Linked DNA regions of Hordeum vulgare: regions 1 and 2 are each linked to region 3. Evidence: chromatin contacts called from public Hi-C data. All regions are on one chromosome and are shown on one strand. Each heading gives the region's core, a stretch centred on a gene start, on an enhancer-like site or on the middle of the called end of the contact. The rest is flanking DNA. Distances are from core to core; before and after follow the strand shown. Region 1 holds the start of LOC123401144 (UDP-N-acetylglucosamine transferase subunit ALG14 homolog). Region 2 has its middle 94 kb from the start of LOC123401955. Region 3 has its middle 240 kb from the start of LOC123404511.

Region 1 (3,619 bases), core at 865-3,364, 360 kb before region 3:
GCCGGTTGTATAACCATACCATTTGCAATTTGTGCATCACACACAGTTTCATCGAACTGTCTCCTATACACGTGTCGTCTTAGGACGTTTCCTGTAGTAGTAGTGATGTGACCTTTTTCTTCTTATAATGGGTATACTCATATTTTAGTTGCTATTGATTACATTACTAAGTGAGTTAAGGCCATTCCAGCTAGTAGTTTTGATCATAACACTTCTATGTGTTAAATGCTTAAAAAATATATTTTCCTAAGGTTTGTAGTCCCTTGATATTTAATGACTGATGGTCACACTTTATTCATAGTGCATTTTGTAAAACTCTAGCCAAATATGATGTAAACCACATAATAGCGTCACCCTATCATCCTTAGTCTAGTGGGCAAGTTGAGTTAAGCAATAGAGAAATAAAATTAATCCTGTAAAAGACCGTTAACATATCTAGAAAGAACTGATCTAAGAAATTGGATGATGCATCGTGGGCATATAGAACTGCTTATACAAATTCTATGGGTATGTTTCCATATAATATGGTTTACGGAAAAACATATAATTTACCTCCCGAACTAGACCATAAAGCTTATTGGACAATTAAAGAACTTAATTATGAGTTCAAGTTTGCCGGTAAAAAATGTTATTTGATATTCGGTCTCTTGATAAATGGAGAACACAAGCTTACGAAAATACCAAATTATTCAAAGAAAAAGTTTGCAGATGGCATGCCAATATTTTTTCAGAAACAATAATGTAATATAGGTGATCAAGATTTTATGTACAATTCTCATTTTGCACGCAAACTTCTTTCCAAATAGAAAGACATCTACATTGTTGAAGAAGAACAATGAAAAACAAAAAAAGCAACTAATGAACAAGAAACAATCAACGAAGGTTTTAAAAACGGATGAAAACCATAAAGAGGAACACAAGCATAAAGAAAGAAAGAAAGCACAAAGAATGGTTTAAAACAGCGTAAATGTAAGAGAAACAATGTAAACTAAAAAACACAAAGAAAAATAATGAAAGGTGAAGAAAAGAAACAAAGAATAAAAAAGAGAAATAGATAATAAAACTAATGAAAACCAAGAAAAACAAAAGAAACAATGAAAAACAAAAGAAAACAAAATCTATAATGAAAAAAAACCCAATAAAAACAGAAAGAACCGTAATAATATACTAAAGGAAAACTAGACCTAAAATGAACCTACAACAAACAGAAAAATTGCACTAAAAGGGCTGGCCAACTCTCTCTCGCCTATGGCTGTGTTTGGGAGAATGCATGAAATTTGCATGACCTCAAAAGTTTCCTTCTCGATTATTTTTTGGCTGTTTGATAGCCTGTTCGGGGCCTTCTTAGCATGCACGAACTCAACCCAAATACCCTCTTAGCATGTACGAAGAGAGAACACTCAAGCGTCGTTTGCTCGTGAGCATGTATGAGCGAAGCGAGCGATAATGTGTTTCAAAAAATGTTTAGAATATCAAAAATTAATTTTATTTTAGAAAATGTTCAGATTTACAAATTTGTCCATTTTTTTAAAATGACCAGATTTTCAAAATTTACAAAAATTGCCCAGATTTTCAAAAAAATATTTTTTTAAATGCAAAATTTGTTCAAAAATGATTGTAATTTCTAATTTTGAATTAAAAATAAAATCAGATTTTAACTTTTTGTTTAAATTTTCAAAAAGATAAGACTTTTAAATTTTGTTTAAATTCGAAAAAACTTTGAAATTTAAAAAAATGTTATTTTCTATATTTTATTTTTTCACATTTTTTAAATGTTTTATTCACTTATTTGAGAATCCGGTTGCTACAGTACCTATCTACATGTTTAAACAAATGCAAGCTACCAAACTGAATCTCAGCTTAACATGTCTCAATACATACACTACTATCAAATAACAATAAATGCATGTACTTAACGTGTCTATGCTCAACATGTATCAGAGAAAAACAACCATGCTAGGTTGGAAATGCTACCAAACACACTCTATAGAGCAAGACAACGTACCAGTCAAAAAAGAAAAGAGTCTCGCTACAGGCGAGAAATAGCCCACAGATGAAGCTTAATTGGGCTGGGCCACAATACGAGGCCTCTCCCCCGCGGCCGACTCGGCACCACTCCCCCCACCCACACCCCTCCAAGAAAAAAAGAAAAAAAACTCGTGTTCCCTCGGCCGACGCCGCCATCGGGGAGCCAGCCGGCGAGCATCCCCATCACAGTCCCCTGCCCTGCTCGGACGCCACGCGCGGTTGCCGGTGAGACTGGGGATCCAGCGCCCTCGCCGCCACCAGCTCCGCGCCGCTGTTGATCGGCACCACGCACACGCAGATCTCATACCCCGTCTCCGCCGCTTATGGAGATGGGGTTCGACGCCTTCGCGGCAGCGTGTTTTGCTATTCCAGTACTCGTATCCGTTCTCGCCGTCCGCGTCGCCTACGTGATTTGCCGCAGCGGCCTACCGCCGTCGAAGTCTCCTGCCTCCGGGCTGCGGTGTCTCATCGTCCTCGGGTCTGGTGAGTACATCCTGGCCTTCAAACTGAAATCGTCAATTTTACTACAGAGAACAATGTCCAAAGTGATGCCTTGAGTTCCACCGAGATGACAGGCATCAGTAAGTTCCAATGGGAATTGTTATCATGATCGACAATTACTCTCCTAACATTAGCGCAGTTGTGTTGGGGCGTCTAGATTTCTTATTGGCAAATGGTGTATCCGGCTTTGTAAGCAACTCCTGTGCCACCATTTTGTAACCTTGACGGAAATTTTGGGGATAACACATTGCAATCGTTGACCTAGGATAAATTCAGTCTATATTTCTCATGCGATACGGGTCATTCATACACAGATCAAACCATCTTTAAAAAACTAGGTTGTTTGCCAATTAGCTTGTATATTGTATTTATTTAGACATCTGGGAGTGTACTCCTTATGCAAGTCTAATGGATCACGCCATCCAATATGCCGCAACTGATTCTTGTCAGAGTTAAGAAATCACTTGTTGCTTTATAATTCACCACCTTATGTTCTCCACATGTTGTAGATTTCCTTTTTCTTTTTCTTGTATCTGGACACGATATTGTACTGAGGTTTGCAAGCTAAGAGCATCTCCAACGGCAGCCCAAAAAATCCACGCCCAATAAATTTTTAGCGCGCCACTGTAGCACTTTTAAAGCGCGGGGACAGAGCATCTCCAACAGACGCGAGCTAGTGCGGCGCCCAATCCAGCGGGCCCACCTGCAGCAGCCCAGAGTTTGCTGCGTGCGCAAGCCGGCGCACCAAATATAGTGCAAGGGGTAGCGTTTTTCAACGCGTGCCCAAAACTTTTTAGCGCGCGCACAATTTTACAGCCTCTGTTGGAGCTGTTAGGTGCCCAAAAAACGAATCTTTTAGCGCGCGGAGCACTTTTTGGGCGGTTGTTGGAGATTCTCTAAACATTCTACCTCCTCCCACTTCACTTGCAAATGATGCTGTTGTAGGCTTCTTGCCAATGTGCTGGTATCACTACCACCTGACCTCACCATGGGATACATTTCATTCCAAGTTTTTGTCTCTGCATAGTTTGCACCGGTCTATGTCTGGTTCTAGTGCAAATATGATATTTATTTGTATAAATCATCATTT
Region 2 (3,257 bases), core at 518-3,017, 400 kb after region 3:
CTAGGCTAAAAAAATACATTGCCTTAATTAAAAACGTCTGAACACTAGGTGAACTTTTTCTGGAAAGTTATCAAAAAAGTTTAAAGTTAGGCTAAAAAGATTACAAATCATGTGAACACTATGCCTTACACATAGTAGCACACCCGAAAGTAAGAGGCCACCAAATCCTATATCCGTTCAGAGTTTTCTTTTTGACCGATGGGAGAATATCATACGAAAACCAACATTCGATGAAAATCGTTGAAAATCATATGAAAAATACATTTTGAAGTTTCAAAAAAAGTAAAAAAATATGAAATGCTAAAAGGATGACGTTTTATAGCCACGCAAAATTTCAAATTGATACAGATTACGGGATACGAGCTATGAAAAAGATCAAATCAGCTTTGAATAGTGCCAAATAGTATTGTCACTATTTAGGCTGAAATTTATCTTTTTCATAGCTCACATGTGGTGATGTGTTTCAACTTGATACTTTCTGTGACAATAAAACATCATCCTCTTAACATTTCATGTTTGTTTCAGATTTTTTCAAAACTTAAAATATGGTTTTCACAAAGTTTTTATTGAATATTGGTTTTCTAATGATATTCTCCCTTGCCTGATTTGCGCAGCTAAGAGGTCAAATTTCTATGATGATCCCCCAAAGTTTAGTACCTGCAGAGATTCTAAAACGTCTTACTGCACATATGCTGTTCTGGGACCGCAACACGGCAAGACTACCTAATTCCTCAGAATTCACTGTCACTGTAAAAAAAAAAACTAATTCCTCAGAATTCCTCAAAAGAAAAAAAAAGAAAAAAACACGATTGCTGAGAACGCTATACTTCACGGTTCCTGCTCGGGAAACGAATCTCTTCATCTAGGGATGAAATTTCACACTATTGCTATCCGGAAAAAAGAAAAAAAAACGTAACGTTATCAAATCTGTTAGCAAACATGAACTCAAAAAGGCTAAAAAGTTGATGGCAACGTTCGGGGGTAGAATATGCTTAGCTTTTTCAGAGGCATAACTTTCACGTCGACTGATTATGCATTTATGCTCCGTAGGCGGTCTGATTTTTTTTAGCTATCCCTCCCAGCAACTTTAGGCCTACGGTAGTCAGCCTGACAGCAATTGCTCGGCTTTGCTGGGAGCGTACTGTCCGACGTGGTTCAATAATGCTTGGTAGTTGAAGCATAGGTTCCTTTGCTATCAGCCCATAGAGAATGTGTTATCCTTGTGGTTGTATTCGATTTCACTTCCTGCTGCTTAAAGCAATCAGGGCCGCCATGTTGAATTTATTTATTTTTTTGACGTGCAAGGCAGGTGCACAGCTAATTTTATTAAAAGAGAAGAAACAAAAACAGAGTGGTTCGGTTTATATGAGAAACTAGACCGAGAACTATACATCAAACGATTGATCAAGGGACAATTGTGCAAACACCCACAACCATGTCGACATCAGCCTACTTAAACTTCATCATCAACATGCCCACAACCCGAAGATGTATGGGTGAACTCTTCGACGTCTTCAAAATGGGTAAATTAAGAGAAGATGGCTGGCTCAAGTGTGCGTCTCTGCAGCTTTAACTGTGGATCGAATCCGATCACTGCCACGCGGAGCGCCTCTGCCTATTCTGCACTACCTGCAACTACATTGCCTTCGCTTCAAGCATACTGCCATGGCTGCTTTCTGCTCTCCACGCTCTTCTTAGAGAGACACCATCTGTACTCCTCCTCGGTTTTCAGCTGTCATTGAACCCATAATTTGCATTATCCATCCGATGCCATTTTGCTCTCAGACAGTAGAAGATACCGGTAGCTTCCGAACAGACGTAGCCATGTGAAAGTGACACATAGCTCCACATTTTCTCTTTTTCATAGTGCATCGATGCCTTTGCTTATTTTATTGTGCAAAGTGAGGTCCAGCGAGTGGATCCACCCCTTTAACACCTCATTAAGGCCAAGGAAAGTCCAAACTCAGTTGCCCTTGTCCATGCTTTTCCTTTTCCAGAAAGGTGGTGATTTGGTTATCCCACTCGTCATGTATCCGATCACTGTGTTCTCATCGTTGCCATGATGCTGTTAGTTTATTGGCCAATCACTAAAAAAGTTGTTCAACGTAAAATGAACCTTGTATCACGCTCCTGACTAATTCCTTCACCTTTGCCGCCCTTGTTGTTTTTTCACGTCTGAAGTCTTGTATTACATAGTCATGCGGACAAATTTATTATTTTGACCCTTTTTCTTAACCTAAGCACGATATAACCTTATGTATAAAAAAAAATCGGATCTAATCCTTTTTCTACCGTCGTCATCTTTGACGGTAGGGTAGCACATCCTACCGTCAAGGCCTTTGACGGTAAGACTTACCTATGCCGTCACTTTTATTTTATACGAAAAAGACCCTACCGTCATGGTCTGTGAAAGTAGGATGTGTAACCCTACCGCCATAGTTTCTGGCGGTAGGGACCTGCATGTAAATGTCATCTTATTATAATTGCACGCAGGTTTCTGAGAGAGTCCGGGATTAAGGGGTCCTCGGTCCGCTTACTTATTTTGATGGGCCGAACTCATGGGATGTCTTGTAATTAATAGTAGAACCCGAATTATGAGATGTACTGTGTCCGAAACAGACTTTTTCGAAGACTTGGTATGCGCTCCAAGAAAAGACGATAATCGACACGTTTCCTTCTTTTTCTAATCGATATCGTGTAACCCTAATACCCTGGTATCTATATAAACTAGAGAGCCTTAGCTCATAGGACAAGTTAAGATCATTACTTCTAAGGTTTTAGATCACAACATACGATCTTGAGGTAGATTAACTCTGTACTCGATACTCCATCCTCAATATAAACAAGAACGGGACATAGGATTTTACCTTCATCAAGAGGGCCCGAACCTGGGTAAACATCTTCTCCTTCGTCTCCTGTTACCATCAAACCAAGATCCACAGTTCGAGACCCACTATCCGAGTTCTGTCGGTTTTGACACCGACAGTCCCTACCGCCACAGACTATGGCGGTAGGGTCTATTTTCGCGATAAACGGACATGACAGTTTAAGTAAGTCCTACTGCCAAAGGCCTTGGCGGTAGGATGTGCTACCCTACCGTCAAAGACGATGATGATAGAAAAAGGGTCAAATCCAAAATTATTTTACACATAGAATTAAATCGTGCTAAACTAACAAAAAAGATCAAAACAGTGAAATTACCTCGCCATGCTCAACTTTTATCAGTTTAATCTGGAGGCAGAGTGGCACCACAGCTC
Region 3 (3,493 bases), core at 612-3,111:
ATAATTATAAGTTTGGACTTTATGTAACCCGGTGCGGTGATGTCTTGTCTAGCACACCTGGCGGGAGGACCTATTGTTATAACATCTTGTTCAACAAGATTCGCCATTCTCCCCTGAGGAAATCGTATGACTTAGTTTTATAAGTTGTTCCTCATGAATCCTTTGTGTATCCAAGGTCCGACCCTTATATGATGGCCATGTCGATGCTACCTCGAAGCACGGATGGGGTACTTCAAATGTCAACAGGAACGTTGGAAGCGCAATGCTAAATTGTTCCTGATTAGTTAAACAAACCATATGGTATGGGTAAGCATCACGATTCTCCTTCCCCTTTTATCAAAATGGTTATGTCCTTGATGACCTATCATGTATACCATACTCTATTTTCCTCAGGAATGGTATACTCTAATACTTGTGTGTGTGAACAATTTTTTTCCTTTCCATTGGTTTGTTTGACATGACAATCACCTTTTCCTTCCCATTGGTAAGTTGGACCTTTCTTGAAGCTGAACTTATCTAAGCAGTGTTAATTCCCTGCTTAGGTAAAAACCTCGGTATACAACTCTGTCAGTAGCCACCGTTGGAGGAGAGCCTTTCCTATTGGTCCGCCTTGTTTGAGAGAGCACGAACATGGTTCTATTCGTCCCCCGGCCTTGGTACCGATGTTGTTGTCAACATAACTGACAAGTTATCCTCTCACATGTCTTGCCACCAAGACCGTACAAGTTGTCACCACTCTGCCTACTCTTGGCCCGCATGATGGACCCATAACCCAAAGTTCCACAGGATCGAAACCTGACTCTCCTGTACATCTATGATCGCAAGGTATCAATTGCACTTGGCTTCATGTGAAATCCCCGAGCCACCGTCCAATGGGACGATCTATTCTTGTGTGAGACGCAATATTTATTCCGTTGCTCTAAACCGCCCCTTTCATATATGTTTAGGCATCAAACGATTGCCTAATCTTTTGAAACATTTGTACCATCACATATTACTCTCAATAAATCCCGTGAATTATAGCTTGAGGAATAATTCATGTCCTCTTTTGTGAGTTCGTCGTGAGATGCCCTACCTTGTGTAGCCACGTTCTTCGAGAGTTATGTCCTGTATCGCATTTCGTAGGACGATGAAGATCCCGAGGGAGGATGGAGAATTCATCGGGTTGACCTAAGTCAAAGAATTGAAGACTTCAACGAAAGGGATAAATTTCTTAGGGAAGGACAAACAAGATCGAGAAGATTCGTTAGAATTACGTAAACAAACCTTCCCCTTACTTCTACCTCTTAATTTTCGGGACGAGAATTTCTTCTAGTGGTCGAGAGTTGTGACGCCCCGGTAGTTAAGCTACAGTAATCACACGCTGAATGTGCCATGTCATCAAGTTAAATAAGCCAAATTTCCATGTGATAAAATTAAAGTCAATTTCAAATTTAAAAATAAAATCAAATAAATAAATTCTTGAAACTCTAAAAGAAAAATCATGAATGGGTTAAAAATATGCATATGGTATTTATAAATTTGTAAACAACTTTTTACAAAGCATTTTAGTGACTCATAACATATAAAACAGAGGCCAAACTATTGTTTAATTACTTTTTCTGAATTATATAAATTTCAAAATTATTTGAATTGCCCCAAAACTTTTTCTAGCTGTGTGTAATATTGCAAAGTAAATATTGAGCCAAGATCCATAATTTACAAAGTCTTTTGTTGAGGAAGAAAAATGAAACAGTACAAATAAAGTAATAAAAAGATGAAAAGGAAATAAAGAAAAAGGAAAAAGGCTTCCCCATTCTCCCGGGGTCTTGGCCCATGTACTCCCTTGCAACCGGCTTAGCCTGCTCCTCTCTTCCCTAACCTCGCTACAGTACACAGGGGAGGGGATGATTGACAAGGCATTGGCCGGCCATGCGCAGGCCATCCCCCGGCCGACCTTCCCTACAAATCGCCGGCGGATGCCCCCTCGCAACCCTAGCCACATTCTCCCATCGCCTCCCTAGTCTCACCGTCGCCGCGGCGCCAAGCGCCCACGCTGGAAGCCGGCACCGTCGCCGTTCCGCCACCCCGTTGCCCTTGCCCTAGTGGTCGTCGCGCTCGTCCCCAGCCTCCTCCCCAGAGACATCCACCGAGCCTCGTCGCCCACCAATCTGCAACGCAGGTGAGGCCCATCCATTCCCCCCCTTTTCCCTTGCTTCCGTCATCGTCGTACCCGTGTCCCAAAGACCCAAACCTCGTTGTGCCGGCGCTCGTGCTATGCGCCTATGCCCCACCGCTCGTGCAGAAACCTGCTGCTCGCCTCGCTGCGCGCTGGCTGCGGCTGCCCCTGCAACGCCATTGCGGTCGTCGCGCGCTCGCGTCCGCGTTCCGGCCGCCGCACCCGAGCTCACGGCATGCTTGCGGTCGCCGTGCCCCTAGCCGTATCTGCGTGCGTCCCGTCATTGCGTGCTGCTCCCCTGAGCCGTTCGCGTGCGCGACCGCTGCCGTGCGCTGAGCTGCCGCTCCTATCGTTGCTCTGCTGCTGCACCACTGCATGTGATGTTGCTACCCCGCGGCTGCTTGCACTTCCTGCCGCTGCCCGTTGTCGCGTCCGGCTATGCTCCCCCGCGTGCGCTTGTCCGCGCGTGGCCACGCCCACGCTCGCCACTGATGTGCTGCTCTGCCTGCTGCTGTTTTGCACAGCTGCAGTGTGCTGCTACGCTGCGGTGTGCTGAAGCTGCTGTGGCTCCTTGGTGCTGCCGCTGACCCTGGCCGCTGCTACTGATGCTGCTGCATACTATCGTCGTCGTCGCTGCTGGTTGTGTTGCTGCCACTGCAAGTGCTAGCTACTAATGTTTGCTATCGCAGCTGCCCTGCTGCTCACTACTGGTGATGTTGCTTGCTCATGTCGCTGCCGTTTGCTTCTCCATGCCGGTTGCTGATGCCTAAGTAGCTGCTACGGCCGATGCGTATTGCTGCCATTGCTACTGCCTAGCTAGCCATTGCTGCTGGCCATGGACAAGGCCATGGCAGGTGTGCGTGAGTGTGTTCTGTGAGTGTGTTTGAGTGTGTGTGTACATCCACGGCTGGCTATGCGACCGGCCGATCGTGAGCTAATTAGTTTAGGTTAGACTAGCAAAAGAGTCTGTGCGTTGCAATCGAGAGAAAAACAATTATAACCTCCAACCGTAATGATCATATTATGTCTTTAAGTTTTTAAGACATTTCTTGAAATGCATGAACATTTTTTGAATTAGCAAACACTTTTTTCAATTGCGCTCAAAAAATAATACACAAACTTGTTTTTCAAAATCATGGAATTTTATTATTTTCAGCAACATTGTTCTCAAAATTTTAAACATTTTTCTGAATATGCGAATATTTTTACAAAAATCCCGAGCATTTTTTGAACTCACAAACATTTTATGTTTTCTTCAAAAATTTATTTCAAATTCTAAGTTTTATAAATTGCAAAAGTTTTTCAAAGTTCTAAATTATTTAAATTAAAAAATAG

Evidence for each region. Hi-C and Micro-C count contacts between places; a contact is called where the count stands out from the background.
Region 1: a contact with region 3 is called in a Hi-C map of seedling, with 3 times the contacts expected there. The contact joins the promoter of LOC123401144 here to the enhancer-like site in region 3. A contact is called at or near these places in 2 of 6 Hi-C or Micro-C datasets (leaf and seedling).
Region 2: a contact with region 3 is called in a Hi-C map of seedling, with 5 times the contacts expected there. The contact joins two enhancer-like sites. A contact is called at or near these places in 2 of 6 Hi-C or Micro-C datasets (leaf and seedling).

The regions. Positions count from the first base shown.
Region 1 is chr6H:452,279,102-452,282,720 of MorexV3_pseudomolecules_assembly, reverse strand. LOC123401144 (UDP-N-acetylglucosamine transferase subunit ALG14 homolog) reads left to right here and starts at 2,114. Exons shown (of 5, transcript XM_045094875.1): 1 at 2,114-2,511. The coding sequence starts at 2,352.
Region 2 is chr6H:451,520,526-451,523,782 of MorexV3_pseudomolecules_assembly, reverse strand. No RefSeq gene overlaps it. Among protein-coding and RNA genes, the nearest start is that of LOC123401955, 94 kb to the right of the region's middle. Within about 2 kb of position 1,767, at least 3 of the 3 cell types and tissues checked have open chromatin away from gene starts, as enhancers often do. A contact at or near this core is called in seedling, where this site is marked.
Region 3 is chr6H:451,918,914-451,922,406 of MorexV3_pseudomolecules_assembly, reverse strand. No RefSeq gene overlaps it. Among protein-coding and RNA genes, the nearest start is that of LOC123404511, 240 kb to the right of the region's middle. Within about 2 kb of position 1,861, at least 1 of the 3 cell types and tissues checked has open chromatin away from gene starts, as enhancers often do. A contact at or near this core is called in seedling, where this site is marked.